Regions from separate parts of the Ovis aries genome. Here region 1 is linked to region 2. Evidence: chromatin contacts called from public Hi-C data. All regions are on one chromosome and are shown on one strand. Each heading gives the region's core, a stretch centred on a gene start, on an enhancer-like site or on the middle of the called end of the contact. The rest is flanking DNA. Distances are from core to core; before and after follow the strand shown.

Evidence for each region. A called contact is a pair of places that touch in the nucleus more often than the background predicts.
Region 1: a Hi-C map of muscle shows a contact between it and region 2, with 4 times the contacts expected there. The contact joins the promoter of RNF7 here to the promoter of ATP1B3 in region 2. A contact is called at or near these places in 6 of 16 Hi-C or Micro-C datasets (blood, hypothalamus, muscle and 1 more).

What each region holds. Positions count from the first base shown.
Region 1 is chr1:247,816,818-247,823,757 of ARS-UI_Ramb_v3.0, reverse strand. RNF7 (ring finger protein 7) reads left to right here and starts at 3,476. Exons shown (of 3, transcript XM_012102263.5): 1 at 3,476-3,672. The coding sequence starts at 3,505. LOC101108102 reads left to right here. Exons shown (of 11, transcript XM_060395066.1): 11 at 1-890.
Region 2 is chr1:247,675,646-247,682,843 of ARS-UI_Ramb_v3.0, reverse strand. It overlaps ATP1B3 (ATPase Na+/K+ transporting subunit beta 3), which reads left to right and starts at 5,944. Exons shown (of 6, transcript XM_060395042.1): 1 at 5,944-6,211. The coding sequence starts at 6,103. It overlaps LOC132657378 (a long non-coding RNA gene), which reads right to left and starts at 5,734. Exons shown (of 2, transcript XR_009595422.1): 1 at 5,224-5,734; 2 at 1,916-5,109.

The DNA.
Region 1 (6,940 bases), core at 2,227-4,726, 140 kb before region 2:
TGAAGGGTTTTTTCATTTGTCGTGCCAATAATTACTGCTAATTCCCTGCACTGGGTGTGACAAGGATGTCTCAGGTCAAACCTCTCTGCTGACAGACTAGCTTGTGTGACAGCCTCTCAACCATAAACAGCACAGAGAGTTTGAGGTATTAGCGTAGGGCTTTTTTCATTGATGAGTCAATGATTGCTATCAGGCCTCCATATCCTTAGGCACCTGGGAATATATTAATCAATGTATTTGGAATATAGAAAAGGAAGTATAGTAGTTTTTAAGGTTAGCAATACTAGATTTTTGAGTTAATGAATTCTCTCTTTTATTATAGACCACTGTACTTTGTTATAAATCATTGTGTCCTTGCTATGCAAAAATGTAACTTTATCACTATCTTAAGACAAAATAGATCTTAAGGGGAACATTGGTGAAGGGTTTACATTTGTTGAGCCAATATTTGCTGCTAAATCTCCATATTCCTGCCCTTATAATGAATATAACTAGCATATAGGAGAAATAAGTATTAACCTTTAAGATTAATCATCTTAAACCTTAGATTAAGTAAATTCCTTTCTTGATTGTAACTCACTACACCCTCACCCTATAGGAATGCAACTTTATTTGGAGGGTGGCGATTTAAGAAAAAATCACCCCTGGAAAAATAAGTTTTCTGGTTAACTGACCGGTATCAGAAAGGGCCATAAAATGTCAGCAGACCTCATGGCTAGAAGATGATGAAACTCATAAGACCTTTGTATAAATTTATATGAAGCACCTGATTGTGACAAGGGTCAGGTCTGCTGACCCCCGCGCGACTCTGTATTCATCCCTATGTATAACAAAAAGGTATTTAAACAAACCTGAAAAATCAAGAAATCGGATCAGTTTCTGGAAAGACTGATTCCCCCGTGTCGTTTCTTTCTTGCTCCCCGTTTTCCTGGCTGAATTCCCATCTGAAATGTGGGTACTCACCAAGTCTGCTAATTCTGCCTGGGCTTCTGAGATCGGACCGGGGAGGCCTGAGTGCCTCCTCTCCTCTGGGAGAATGGAAAGACGCCTGTGGCCTACGTAGGTGGTGATTGGTAGTTCATGTAAACCAGTTATTCAGCCTCTTTTCTCCACTAATTCTCCTACTACACTGTTTCTAATCTCCCTCTATATCTGTAATTAAGTTTTTTCCAGGACGCCGATTCCATCCCCACCTTCGAATTACCCTGGATCCACCGGGGCTGGACCCCGGCAAGAGTTGGACTGTGAAGAAGGCTGAGCGCTGAAGAATTGATGCTTTTGAACTGTGGTGTTGGAGAAGACTCTTGAGAGTCCCTTGGACTGCAAGGAGATCCAACCAGTCCATCCTAAAGGAGATCAGCCCTGGGTGTTCTTTGGAAGGACTGATGCTAAAGCTGAAACTCCAGTACTTTGGCCACCTCATGCAAAGAGTTGACTCATTGGAAAAGACTTTGATGCTGGGAGGGATTGGGGGCAGGAGGAGAAGGGGACGACAGAGGATGAGATGGCTGGATGGAATCACTGACTCAATGGATGTGAATCTGAGTGAACTCCAGGAGTTGGTGATGGACAGGGAGGCCTGGCGTGCTGTGATTCATGGGGTCTCAAAGAGCCGGACACGACTGAGCGACTGAACTGAACTGATAGTCAGATATGTGATAGCTTAATGTGAATGAAACATGTTCTGGATGGTTCATCTGGGTTTGTTTACAGACATTTTTGTCTGGCTCATGAAGTTACTGTGGTGAGATTTATATCTGCTACCACCACTACTGCTCTGTCCATTTGCTTTCTCCATTTACTTCCTGGCCTCCAAGGCCTCCCATCTCCCGCCGAGTTCAAACTTAACCTCTTCTATGAGGCTTTCCCTCACTCCCTCACTCCATCTGTCTTGAGGAAGGTTTCTGTCTCTGACAGCACTTAATGCACCACCCAACAAACAGCACATGTGGCCAAATGTGACCCTGTGTCCATATTTGTATCGTTACACATTTAATGCCTCCTTGACTCCTCTGCCAGAGTTCTGAAGTTTGGTTAGCCTAGACCCAGGGGCACCAGGCCTGACACCAGGAGATGAGGGAATGATGAGACCCTCATCATTAAAATAAAAAGAGGTGCGAAGCTCTGAGTCCTAATCCTGACACAGCAGGTGGCCACCACTAGGTGGTAGTGTGACCAAGCATCTTCCGGTCTCCATGCCTCAGCTTCGGTATCTTTTAAAAGAAGATGTTATCTGCTTTGCTTGGGAAAACATAACATGACCCTGGGCTAGTAACAGAAGAACCTTAGTTTCCACTGTCACCTTCTCAGAATAGCAGAATTACTTTTCTGAATTACTATAAATTACTTTTATAAATATAGCAGAATTACTATAAATTACTTTTGGGGACTTCAGTATTCCTACACATAAAAAGTTAAACTAGATTTAAGTTTCTTAGAGTGTGGTCTCCAGGGTTCCTGGAAGTCTTTCAGGGGACCAACAAGGTCAAAACTATTTACATATTTACATAACAGTATTCATAGCTCTGAGCTTCCCAGGTAGCTCAGCTGGTAAACAATCCGCCTGTAATGCAGGAGACCCCGGTTGAATTCCTGGGTTGGGAAGATCCCCTGGGGAAGGGAATGGCTACCCACTCCAGTATTCTTGCCTGGAAAATCCTATGGACAGAGAAGCCTGGCGGGCTACATACAGTCCATGGGATCTGCACAGTCGGACACGACTGAGCGACGAAGCACAGCACAGCACTCATAGCTATTTCTCTTCATTCTCTCTTGTGAGTGTACAATATTGGTATTCTAAGGATAACTTGTAATGGATTTCTTACTGTTTTGAAGTGAATTAATATATTCACATTTCCCCCGTTTTCTTAAAAAGGAAATACATATGTATAAGCGTGTATATGTACACATCCATCCTATACAAACAAAAGTTCTTAAATGTCCTTAAGTAATTTTTAAGTGTAAAGGGGTCCCAAGACCAAAATATTTGAGAACTGTTGAACCAGATTCCTAGCTCGTCATTCATTCACTCAACATATAACTGTCCCTCCCGAGACAGCATTTCTTAACGAAGGAGATGATCAAGAAATAGTCCCCCCACCCAAAAAGAAAAAAGAAATAGTCCCCGCTCCCCCCAGGGCGTTTACATTTGAGAAGGACGAATATATCAACAAGACAACGTCTAAAAGCGGTGTCATGAAGACATAAAGCAGGACACGTGTCTCCCCCGCGCAGGGTCGGTCCGGGGTCCCTCACCCCGCTGAGCTGGCCGGGCGTTGGGGACGCGAGTACCGGGAACTAGGACACCGGGAAGCCGCTGGTGCCGGCGTACGGTGACGTCACTGGGCCGCGCCAGCCAATCACGGGCGCCCCACGGTCCTAGACCCCCGCGGCGGCCCGTGGCCTGCGGGCGGCGCTGTGGCCCGTCGGACGGCCCCACTGAGCCGCCATAGCCGCCCGCCTCCCACGACCCAACGTCTCCGTCGCCGGCTCCGCGCCGCCGCTATGGCCGACGTGGAAGACGGTGAGGAACCCTGTGCCCTGTCCTCTCACTCGGGGAGCGCAGGATCCAAGTCGGGCGGTGACAAAATGTTCTCTCTCAAGAAGTGGAACGCGGTGGCCATGTGGAGCTGGGACGTGGAGTGCGATACGTGCGCCATCTGCAGGGTCCAGGTGATGGGTAAGCGCAGCAGGCGAGGCCCCGGCTGTGCTGCGGCCTCCGCAGGCCCGGCTTCGGGCGTGGGGGGAAGGACCAAGCCTTGGAGAGACCGTTCCGGGAGGAGTAGGGGCGGGATCGCCCTGCCCCGGCCCCAGGAGACCGCGGGCCACGCCCGAGCTGGTCGTTCAGCAGGCGACTTGTGCCGGGGACGGGTATTCTGGGGGAATAGGGGGGTAGCAGGCAGGACAGTTAAACAAGGTCATTTCCAGTAGTGATCGGTGTGATCACGACAATAAAAGTAGGTGATTTGACGGGAGCTGGGAGGAACCACTTCGGTTTGTGTGGCCAGCGACCGCACCCTTTTCCGAAAGCAAACCACACAGAGGTCAAGGTCAAGGCCCTGAGTCAGCGGGTCAGTCGGATGGTTCTGGTCACACACCAAAGTGATGCTCTGGAGTCATTTTCCCCCCAAACGGCCGCTAGTCGTGCTCTGGAGAGGCGCAGGGAAGAAGAGTGTTCCTAGCCGTCCCCTTTCTAGATTGGCTACTGTTCTGCTGGCTTTTAAACCTGGATGATTCAAGATTGGTCAGATCGCACTCGGTTGGCTTGAACTAGAAGAATGTAAACCCTTTTATTCAGAGACATGAAGCTTCATCTCTTTACTGGCCACTCCCCATCCTAGCATGCAATTTCTTGGAGAAGGGTAGTGCCCTCAAGTCTGGCCTTTCTGGAAAGCCCTCTTTTGCAAACTTGTTACTTCTTTCTATGATATTTTTAATGAAAATATTGGACCACGTGAAGCCTTTCAGAGCAGCTTCATCTCGTTGTGTTTTATATGGTCTCTGTTTTAAGATCTTAGACGACCTTAAAAAAGAGTTGCTGTTTAAATGCACGTTATATTTTTAAATAGGGCATTTAAAACTACAGCATTTAAGAGTGTCTTAAATGTCATTTCTTGAAGGTAATTGGAGAAAACTGAGGCTTCTGTAGTTTGAAAACTTTGTGTCTTGCACTGAAAAATGAGACAGTTGGAGAAAGTAACTTAAAAGATGCTTTCCCTTCTTGAGCATTGAAAATTTAGACCTACCAGAAACAAGAGATTTCTCAATTTACTCTCTCTGTAGTATGCACTTATGTTTTTTATTCGTAGGAATTTGTTTTAAAGAGAATTTGCAACTATGGGATTCAAATATTTTTTTACTTTTTAAAAGAACTAGATTTCAGATGTGATCGACTTATTTTGTGTATCGGGTTTTTAGGTACTTAGTTTATGGGCCTGCAATACAGCCCCCTTGCCCTAACCCTTTCTTGAAAGCTAGAATCATAACTTCCAGTTTGTGGGATTTTTTTTCTTTTTTAGTTTAAAATAATTTTCCTAAAAGAGCATCTTATTTTTCTCCCCAAAGAAAAATTTTAAATTAGTAGGTAGAAATGCAAAATATAAAATAATGGTTGAAAGTTTGCAAGAAATAAACTTTACTGGGATATTTAAGGTAAGTCAAAGTATGGGCTATAAATGACTCACTTCTCACATTAACTTTCTAATTATAACAAGTATTTGCTACTGTGGATTAATGTTTCATATTTACAACAGCTGTACTTTGGGTTCAGAAAAGTATTCTGGGCTAGACCTCTGTATTGTGTTTATGAGGTGTTAAAATCTATTTGGTGGTCAGGTGACAGCAGAAGGAAGTGTGTTTTCTGGCATCATTCTAAAAGGTGTTACTGTACTCCTTAGAAATGCGCTGTTTTAGATATTAAGAACATCATCAAAGGAAAATGTTTTCTTTTATATGAAACTTTAGGAATTTTTATCTGTTCAGATCAGTTGTTGATAGTGAATCTAAATAAAAGCCGTAGGCATGATTCAGAGACTTCTAGATTCTATAAAAAGCCCACTTAATCCTGTGTCCTTGATATTTGAATTCATCTCATACACCTAAATGATTTGTTATAACTTCTTGATCTAAGAATTGCCAGTCAGCCCATTCTAATGTGGTTAAGACACTCTTCCTTGGTTTCCACTCTGCCGACTTTATTGGGAAAGGAGCTGCTAGCAAGCACCGGTGAGGAAGAGGGGACGAGGTTTGCTTGTATTGTCAAGGGATAAAGAGCCAGAGTAACCTTCCACAGCTATCTGTTAACTTGGACGTTTGACATAACCTTCTGGAGCCTTGTTTTCCTAACTTGTAAAAGAGACAGTTGGGATCCTGAACTTTCTGTGACTGCACAGAACCAGAGGCATGTCTTCCCCCTTATATCATGATCCTTGCGATATTTAACTGTTTACCTATCCACTTTCCCATTTACTGGTGAGACCAGGGACCCAGACTTGGTCATTTTGGTGGCCCCCAGGCATTACTCTTTGCACAGGGTAGGTACTCAGTAACTGTGAAATTGAAGAAAGCCTCAGGAGGCAGTGGTGGTTTTTAATCCACACTGAAGAGGCCAGGGTAGTGTGTTTTTTTTAAGGGTAAGAGCATGCAGAGAGGAGCAAACAAATGCCTGAGCATAATCCAGTGTAAGAAAAGAAGTAGGCTTCAACTCTATCCTGTTTCTATTTTTATAGAATTTTTCTCTAATTTATATTAAAATCTTTTTTTTTTTTCTGTTAGTTTGAACTTCCTTTCACCCAACTTTGACTGCTTTCAGCTAGTGAATGAGTCCATTTCTTTGGTTCCTAAAATATTCTATATTACGTTCTTCAAGCAAATGGTAGTACAGACTGAATTTTGAAAAGTTCTAGTATATCCTTTTGGTTCCCATTCCTCATGTTTACTCCCAGGTAATTTATTAAAATACTTTACCGTTGTTGGGTAAATGCTTTGGGCTCAGATTATTTGTAAAGGGAGCATTTCCTTAAAAAGAAAAAATAAGAGAGAGAACCTAATATTTAGGGTTTTTTAAATTTAATTTTTATGTAGGTTATACAGTCACAACTTAAAAACTTGAGAAAGTGTGCAGTGAAAACCCCTTCCCATTCCATCTCCTCCCAGGTGAACTTTATTATTAGTTTCTTGACTATCCTTCTAGAGTTTCTAAATATATGTAAGCAAATACCAATATATATTTGTGGCTTATTTTAAAGGATGTCTTGAAAATAAACTGTTCATAAAATTGATCTGTGTGCATGTGCCCAGGGAGTAATATAGTGAAATATAGCATATTTTTCTCTAGTAGTTACATCCACTGTCAGGACATGTTTTAATCAGCACTTGTGAAAATAGAGGGTCAGTAACTCTTGTGAAATTGCTCCTGGTCATAAGTAAATTAGTAGAGTGC
Region 2 (7,198 bases), core at 4,695-7,194:
CTCCTTTGCATTTCACTTCTCTTCTTTTCATAGCTATTTATAAGGCCTCCTCAGACAGCCATTCTGCCTTTTTGCATTTCTTTTTCTTGGGGATGGTCTTGCTCCCTGTCTCTTGTACAACATCATGAACCACCATCCATTGTTCATCAGGCACTCTGTCTCTCGGACCTAGTTCCTTAAATCTATTTTGCACTTCCATTGTATAATCGTTAGGGATTTGATTTAGGTCATGCCTGAATGGTTCAGTGGTTTTCCCCACTTTTTTCAATTTAAGTCTGAATTTGGCAATAAGGAGTTCATGATCTGAGCCATAGTCAGCTCCCGGTCTTGTTTTTGCTGACTGTATAGAGCTTCTCCATCTTTGGCTGCAAAGAATGCAATCAATCTGATTTCGATGTTGGCCTTCTGGTGATGTCCATGTGTAGTCTTCTCTTGTGTTGTTGGAAGAGGGTGTTTGCTATGACCAGTGCATTCTCTTGGCAAAACTCTATTAGCCTTTGCCGTGCTTCATTCTGTACTCCAAGGCCAAATTTGCCTGTTACTCCAAGTGTTTCTTGACTTCCTACTTTTGCATTCCAGTCCCCTATAATGAAAAGGACATCTTTTTGGGGTGTTAGTTCTAAAAGGTCTTGTAGGTCTTCATAGAAGCAATCAGAAATAAATTGTCAGGTATAGGATGACATACTCAGAAGGATGCTTGACTAGGGAATCAAATACCTCAAATTTGGTAGGAGAATACAGTTTTATTAAAAAAAAAAACTGGGCCTAAATTTTGAGTTTCAGATTATTAATACTATCAAGGTTTACTGAAAAATAGTAAAGGATAAGACATTGTTCTTAAGTCTGCTCTGCCCTTGTACAAGGAAATTTTTCCTGGCCCCTCTTTGGTTGGAGTTCGTCATGATAGCTATAAATAGAAAAATTATAGGGCATATTACTTTAGCATATTACATGTCCAAGGGGCCTAAATATTTAATAGATGGCTTCACGTGACATCCTTTTAGTTTCAAATTTGAGTTAAATTAGTAAGTTGCTTTGTAAGAGACATATAACACAAAAGTAAACCCAAACCCACAGGAGACTGATGACTTACCCTTTCTATGACTAAAAATAGTTTTGTGTTTTTAACAGAGATCTGTGGGGTTTACATTTTTTAATTAAGTAGAAAAATCAGTACAAAAAACTAAATGTATAGTGTATGTATGCTAAGTCGTCTTCAGTTGTATCTGACTCTGTGCGGCCCTATGAACTGTAGCCTGCCAGGCTCCTCTGTCCATGGAATTCTCCAGGCAAGAATACTGGATTGGGTAGCCATTCCCTTCCCCAGGGGATCTTCCCTACCCATGGATTGAACCCCAGTCGCCTGCATTACCTTGTGGCTCAACTGGTAAAGAATCTGCCTGCAATGCGGGAGACCTGGGTTCAATCCATGGGTTGGGAAGATCCCCTGGAGAAGGGATTCCCACTCCAGTATTCTGGCCTAGAGAATTCCATGGACTGTTGGAGTTGAAAAGAGTCGGACACAACTGAGCGTCTTTCACTTTCAGTTTCTCCTGCATTAAAGGCAGATTCTTTACTGTTTGAGCCACCAGGGAAGCCCAGAAAAAGCAAATCTATACCTAAAATAGACAATCAACAAGGACCTACTCTATGGCACAGGGAACTCTACTTAAAATTCTGTAGTAACCTATATAGGAAAAGAATCTGAAAAAGAATGGATATATGAATATGTATAACTGAAGCTCTTTTCTGTACATCTGAAACTAACACAACATTGCAAATCAACTATACCCCAATATAAAATAAAAATTAAATTAAAAAAGAAAAATTAAATCCATGTCACTAGCCCTGTGCCACTAGAAAGGATACTGAAACACTGAGATGATATAATCACATTTTCAAACCCTCCAAGAGCTGCTCAAAATAATACTTTATTTTAGTTTGCTTTATATTTGGAACACAGTTTTCTGCTGGTTTTAACTGATTTCCATTTAACAAAAGAAGCACATGTCTTCACCATATGACTAAACTTGTTTAGGAACTTAATGCCAGTCTTCGTGGCCATGGAGTCTACTTTCTGCTTGAAGATATTCTTCTCCCTTCAAAACCAGTTGCTTTCCTAGCCTGCTTACAGTTATTTTAGGCCTATATATGTGTATGTATGTGTATGTATGTGTATATGTATATACATGTGTATATATACACATATGCTTGTCCTTGTTATAGATACAATAGCTCCTCAAATTTACCTAAGGTTACTAATTAGAATATAAAAATATTATCTTATGTTTGCATAACTGTTTCCCATTAGTTCAGCTTTTCAAATAAAAAAAATAGTTCTTTTGAAAACATTACATCTATACCTTCTTCTGGTTATTTTTCAACTAAGTGAATCAGAAAAATGTGCATCAAAAAAATTGCCTATCCTTTGCCCCCATTAAAAAAAAACAACCCAAACATTTTATTCTGGAAACTTTCAAGGATATACAAAGTAAACAGAGTATAATGAACATCATGTACCCATCATCCAGTTTCAATAAACATCAGTATTCTGCCATTGTTTCACTTGCAACTTCACCTACTCCTGTTAATTTTTATAGCCAAATTGTTAATTAAATAATCTTTCACATTGAGTTAGTCATTTGAATTTATATTTCATTTAGTAAATAATCCTGTTAGACCATATCATATACTCTTTTATAAGACACTGAACACCGTGTATGATAGTATTAGAAATTATTACCCAACACCCTTCCCCCCCATTTACAGAGCACTTTCTGTGCCAATGTGCTCATGGTTTACGAAAGCACTGGTTCATTTAATTCAAGATAATCAACAATGCAAAATCTGCCCTTTAACCAGCAAAGGAAGTAGAGATGCTGTTTGTTAAAGGATTAGTAAAACCATTCAAAATTAGAATCAATGTGTGGAAAAGAACACTTTCTGTGAAGAGGACTATGTATTCATGATTGTGTTTCTCAGATACAATAAAACACCAACACAATTATAGCTGTCGCTTGTGGGAAAGAAAGGACTTTTATTAAGAAAGGAAATCTTAATATCTATTCTCTGAAGGACAATGGTCTCTCAGCGATTTAGTACCACAGTCCTACTCACAACACTAAGTTATAAATAAGATGCTGTTTTAAGAACTGGAATACTTTTTTCTGTATACATAATTCTAAAATCCAGAAATAAATGAAGCATTTTAGCAAAATAAAAAAATTGAGAGCCAAAGTATCTTGCTTGTGCCCACTAGAAACTAGTAAACGAATTCTGCTGATTGGAGAGCAGACTGAGCCAGTGGCCCACAACTATTCCTTCCTCACTCTGCCTCATCCAGCTTTGCCAAGTTTCCCCAGAGCTTTGTCATCATTCACCATGGAGGCAGCAACTGGGTGGTGGAGGAGAGATGGACACTGAATCACTGTGGTCGTCTGATACTTAAAAAAAAAAAAATCAATTTATTTACTTTGGCTGTGCTAGGTCTTCTTTGCTGTGCGAGCTCCTCTCTAGTTGTAAAGAGCAGGAGCGACCCTCGAGTTGCAGTGCATTCGCTTCTTTCATTGCAGTGGCTTCTCTTCTGGTGGAGCACAGGGTCTAGACACACAGACTTCAGCAGCTGCAGCATGAGGGCTCATTAGTTGTGGTGCACAGGCCTAGCTGCATGTGGATCAAACCAGTGTCCCTTGAACTGCTCAGTCACTTAGTCGTGTCCAACTGTTTGCAACCCCATGGACTATAGCCCGCCAGATTCCTCTGTCCATGGAAAATTCCAGGCAAGGATACTGGAGTGGGTTGCCACTTACTACTCCAACTCAGCCACCCCAACTACCACCAGGGAAGTCCAAAATAACTTTGCTTTCACAAGGGAGAGTAAAGTAAATCTAGAGGGAATAATAGTGTGATTAAATTTGATATTTCATCTGCTCACACCTGGTGGGCCAATATCCCCCAACACACTTAGTATATTCTCTTCCAAGTAATGCTCAAGAATCATGTATCAGAGAAACAAATAGTTGCTGTGTTTTGAATTAGGATGCAAACTTTTCCCCAAACTGAGATCGGTTAATTAGTTATTACACTACGCTAGGCATGAATTTTGAAAACACTGACTGAATTATATTTTTACTTACTTAATTGGAAAAGCATTATGTACGAAAAGCATATTAATGACCATTAAAAATATACAAACTACAAATATCTGGCAGCGTTCAATATCTTTGAAATGCTATTTCATAATGTTCTTGTTTACCATGCTTCTGTTGTGTGCGCCAGGTTATTTCCGAAGTGTGATTGTTAACACACACAATATCAGTAAAGCAGATGGTTTTATATTTTATTTCAAACAGACTCTGCATCTTTACTGTTGCCCAAACTAGAAAGCCTGCTACCAACTCTACCAATATTTTAGCTGTCCTCTAATTCGTAGTTCAATTGTAAATGAGACAAAAATAGTTAACTACGCATTCTAGTTTGCTTGCACAATATTTTGCTATTTCTAATACCATTTTCATGCCAAACTTTACAAAAGGCTTCTACAAATCTTTTGCTGTCATTGGTTCGACAAAATAACTGGATTTGGTCATAATTATAAATTTAGCTTTCCTAAGCACAGGGGAAAATCACTTTATAATAATATATTCTTCTATCCCTTTTCCATTTGTGAAAGACATAATTCCTTGCTTTGATAAACAAAGTGAGGAAACAAGAGAAATGCCAGAATTTTGTTATCCATTTACTCCTTTAATGCATTTGCAGGCTGTTTAAACTGATGGGCTATAATGAATCATTTCAAACAATAAGGTGTGTGCTACATCCCTTCATTCATAATTTTTATTTGCTGATAAAACAGAGGCGGTGCTCTATTTCTGTTCTCTAAAAACAAAACAAAATAACCCCCCACCTCCTGCCCAAACTCCCATTTAAATTTTTTCATGCTGTCACAAGTCTCAGAGCACGATACTCTTCAGCTCCACCTCGTGTAGGAAAACAACGACTGCACCCTCAGCTCTGACCAAAGGGAGCAACCATGCAGTGGAAAAGATGAAAAGTCAGGAACATTATTTAGCCATCAACACTAAACGAAGAATTGATTTCCTGTAGCACCTGAGTGTTTGAGAAAAAGCAGGTCTTAACAGCTGATAGGAACTTCAGGAAAACACATGTATTGGTTTCACTGATAAATTCAATTAAAGCTGGAGAAAACTATACTGAACTTACTTAATACTGGCAAACTTTGGATGAAATCCCCATTGACCTAAGATTCCTAGTTGACTCCTTCAAAAGAGCCAAGTCAGGGCGTTCTCTGAGCAGCGGTACGTAGTACATCAAACACCTTCACGAAAAACTACAGCCGACTACCTTTTAGTCACGTCATAAAGCCCAGAGGAGAACGCCTGGAAACGGTTCGTGGAGAGAGGGGTGAGGTCCCCTTCTCGGTGAAGGCGACTTAGCTGACTGGAGTAGTTTCCGCGCTCTCCTCGTCCCGCGCCGCAAGCAGGCAAAGAAGCGAGGGGACCCCGGGTTCCGGTCGCCCGCAGCATCTCCCCAGAGTCCTCCTTCTGAGAAACCTGCGGGTCAGGGACGCTCATCTTTTGCTTGTCATTATAAACCTGCTTCTTATTAAGCTCTCATGACTTTTTTTTTTTTTTAAGTTGCTTTGCACAGTTTTCGCTTCCTCCGGCCAGGGAAGAAGGAACCCAGAGCGTCCTGGAGCCCCGCCGGGTACCGCGGGGAGGGGCGGGGCCGGGGCGGGGGCGGGGCAACGGGCGGGGCGTTGTCGCCGCGTCCGGCTGCGCCCAGCCGCGGGCGGGAGGCGGTGGCGGCGGTGGCGGCGGCGGCGGCGGCGGGGCCTGAACTGCGCGGGGATTGGCTGCGGAGGGCGGAGACGTCAGGCTCCCGCGGCCGGAGCGGCGGCCCCGGCTCGGCGCGGCGCAGCGCAGTCTGCTTGAGCGCTCACCGCAGCGAGAAGGTTTCCTCTGCCGTCCCGCTTCCCGCCGCCGCCGCCGAGCTTCCCCGCTCGTGCCGGGACGCGCCTCAGCGCTCCTCGCCGCTTCCACCCCCGCGGCCGCCGCTCCTCTCGCCGTCGGCACACACACCATGACGAAGACAGACAAGAAGTCCTTCAACCAAAGCCTGGCCGAGTGGAAGCTCTTCATCTACAACCGGACAACCGGAGAATTCCTGGGGCGCACCGCCAAGAGCTGGGGTGAGCGGGCGACGGTTGGGCACCCGGGCCGGCCGCGGTCTAGGGGGACGCCGGGTGGGGTCTGGTGGGAAGGGAGGGCGGGAGGCAGCTCCCCGCGTGGGGGCCCCAGGAGCCACCGCCGCCCGCAGCGGTCTTCGTCTCGGCCGCCAGACTGGAACGCGAGCGGCAGCGGCGGCAGAGGAGTAGCGTGGCCCCATTCATTTCTCGCGGGGCCGGGGGGCGGGCGAGGCGGCGGGGCCCGCTGGCAGCCCCCGCCGGGCCGCGCCGGTTCCTTCCTCCCGGCCGGGAGCGGGCGCACGTGCTGCCGGGGCCTGAGGCGCCGGAAGCCGGGGACCGCTGCCCAGAGCCCCGAGCGCGTGGGGGCCGAGCGCCCGGCCTCCTTTGTACGGAGCGCGCCGGCCCCGAGAGGCCCTGGCGGAGGCGGCCGGCGGCGCCGAGCGGTTCGGGGAAGCTAGACCCTGCCCCACACCCGGGGAGAGGAAATTTCCACTCCCGCCGCTATCTTGTGACTCGTCCACGCTGCCACCCCGGCCGATCGGAAGAGTGTGAACGAGTGTTCAGTGTGTGGGCTGCACGACTGTGTTAAGCACGCAAGTACACGGTACCCGAAAATGCAGTTGAATTTGTCCGGTGAAAAGACCCTTAAAAAGGTTGCTTCCTTCCTAATTCCTTTTTAGTGACACAGGTTTTCTTCCTTACCAACGTGGTTCATTGGGGGAAAGTAAATTCGGTCTGAAAGGCACGGTTTGTTTTTTTGTTTGTTTTTTTTTACCCTGTGCCTTCAAAACGTGTGATGATTGTATTTGCTAGCAGTTTTCCTCTGCATGGGTTCTTTGTTTTAAAAGAAATATTTAAACCATCCGTCAGTGTGGTGCTGCCTTCGAGTGCCTCTTTTTTTGGAAAAACTGTTAACGTCTGAATAAGGACTAGTGCTCCCCCCGACTAGTGCTCCCCTCCTTTAAACTTAAGTAAACCAATTTTTTTTTC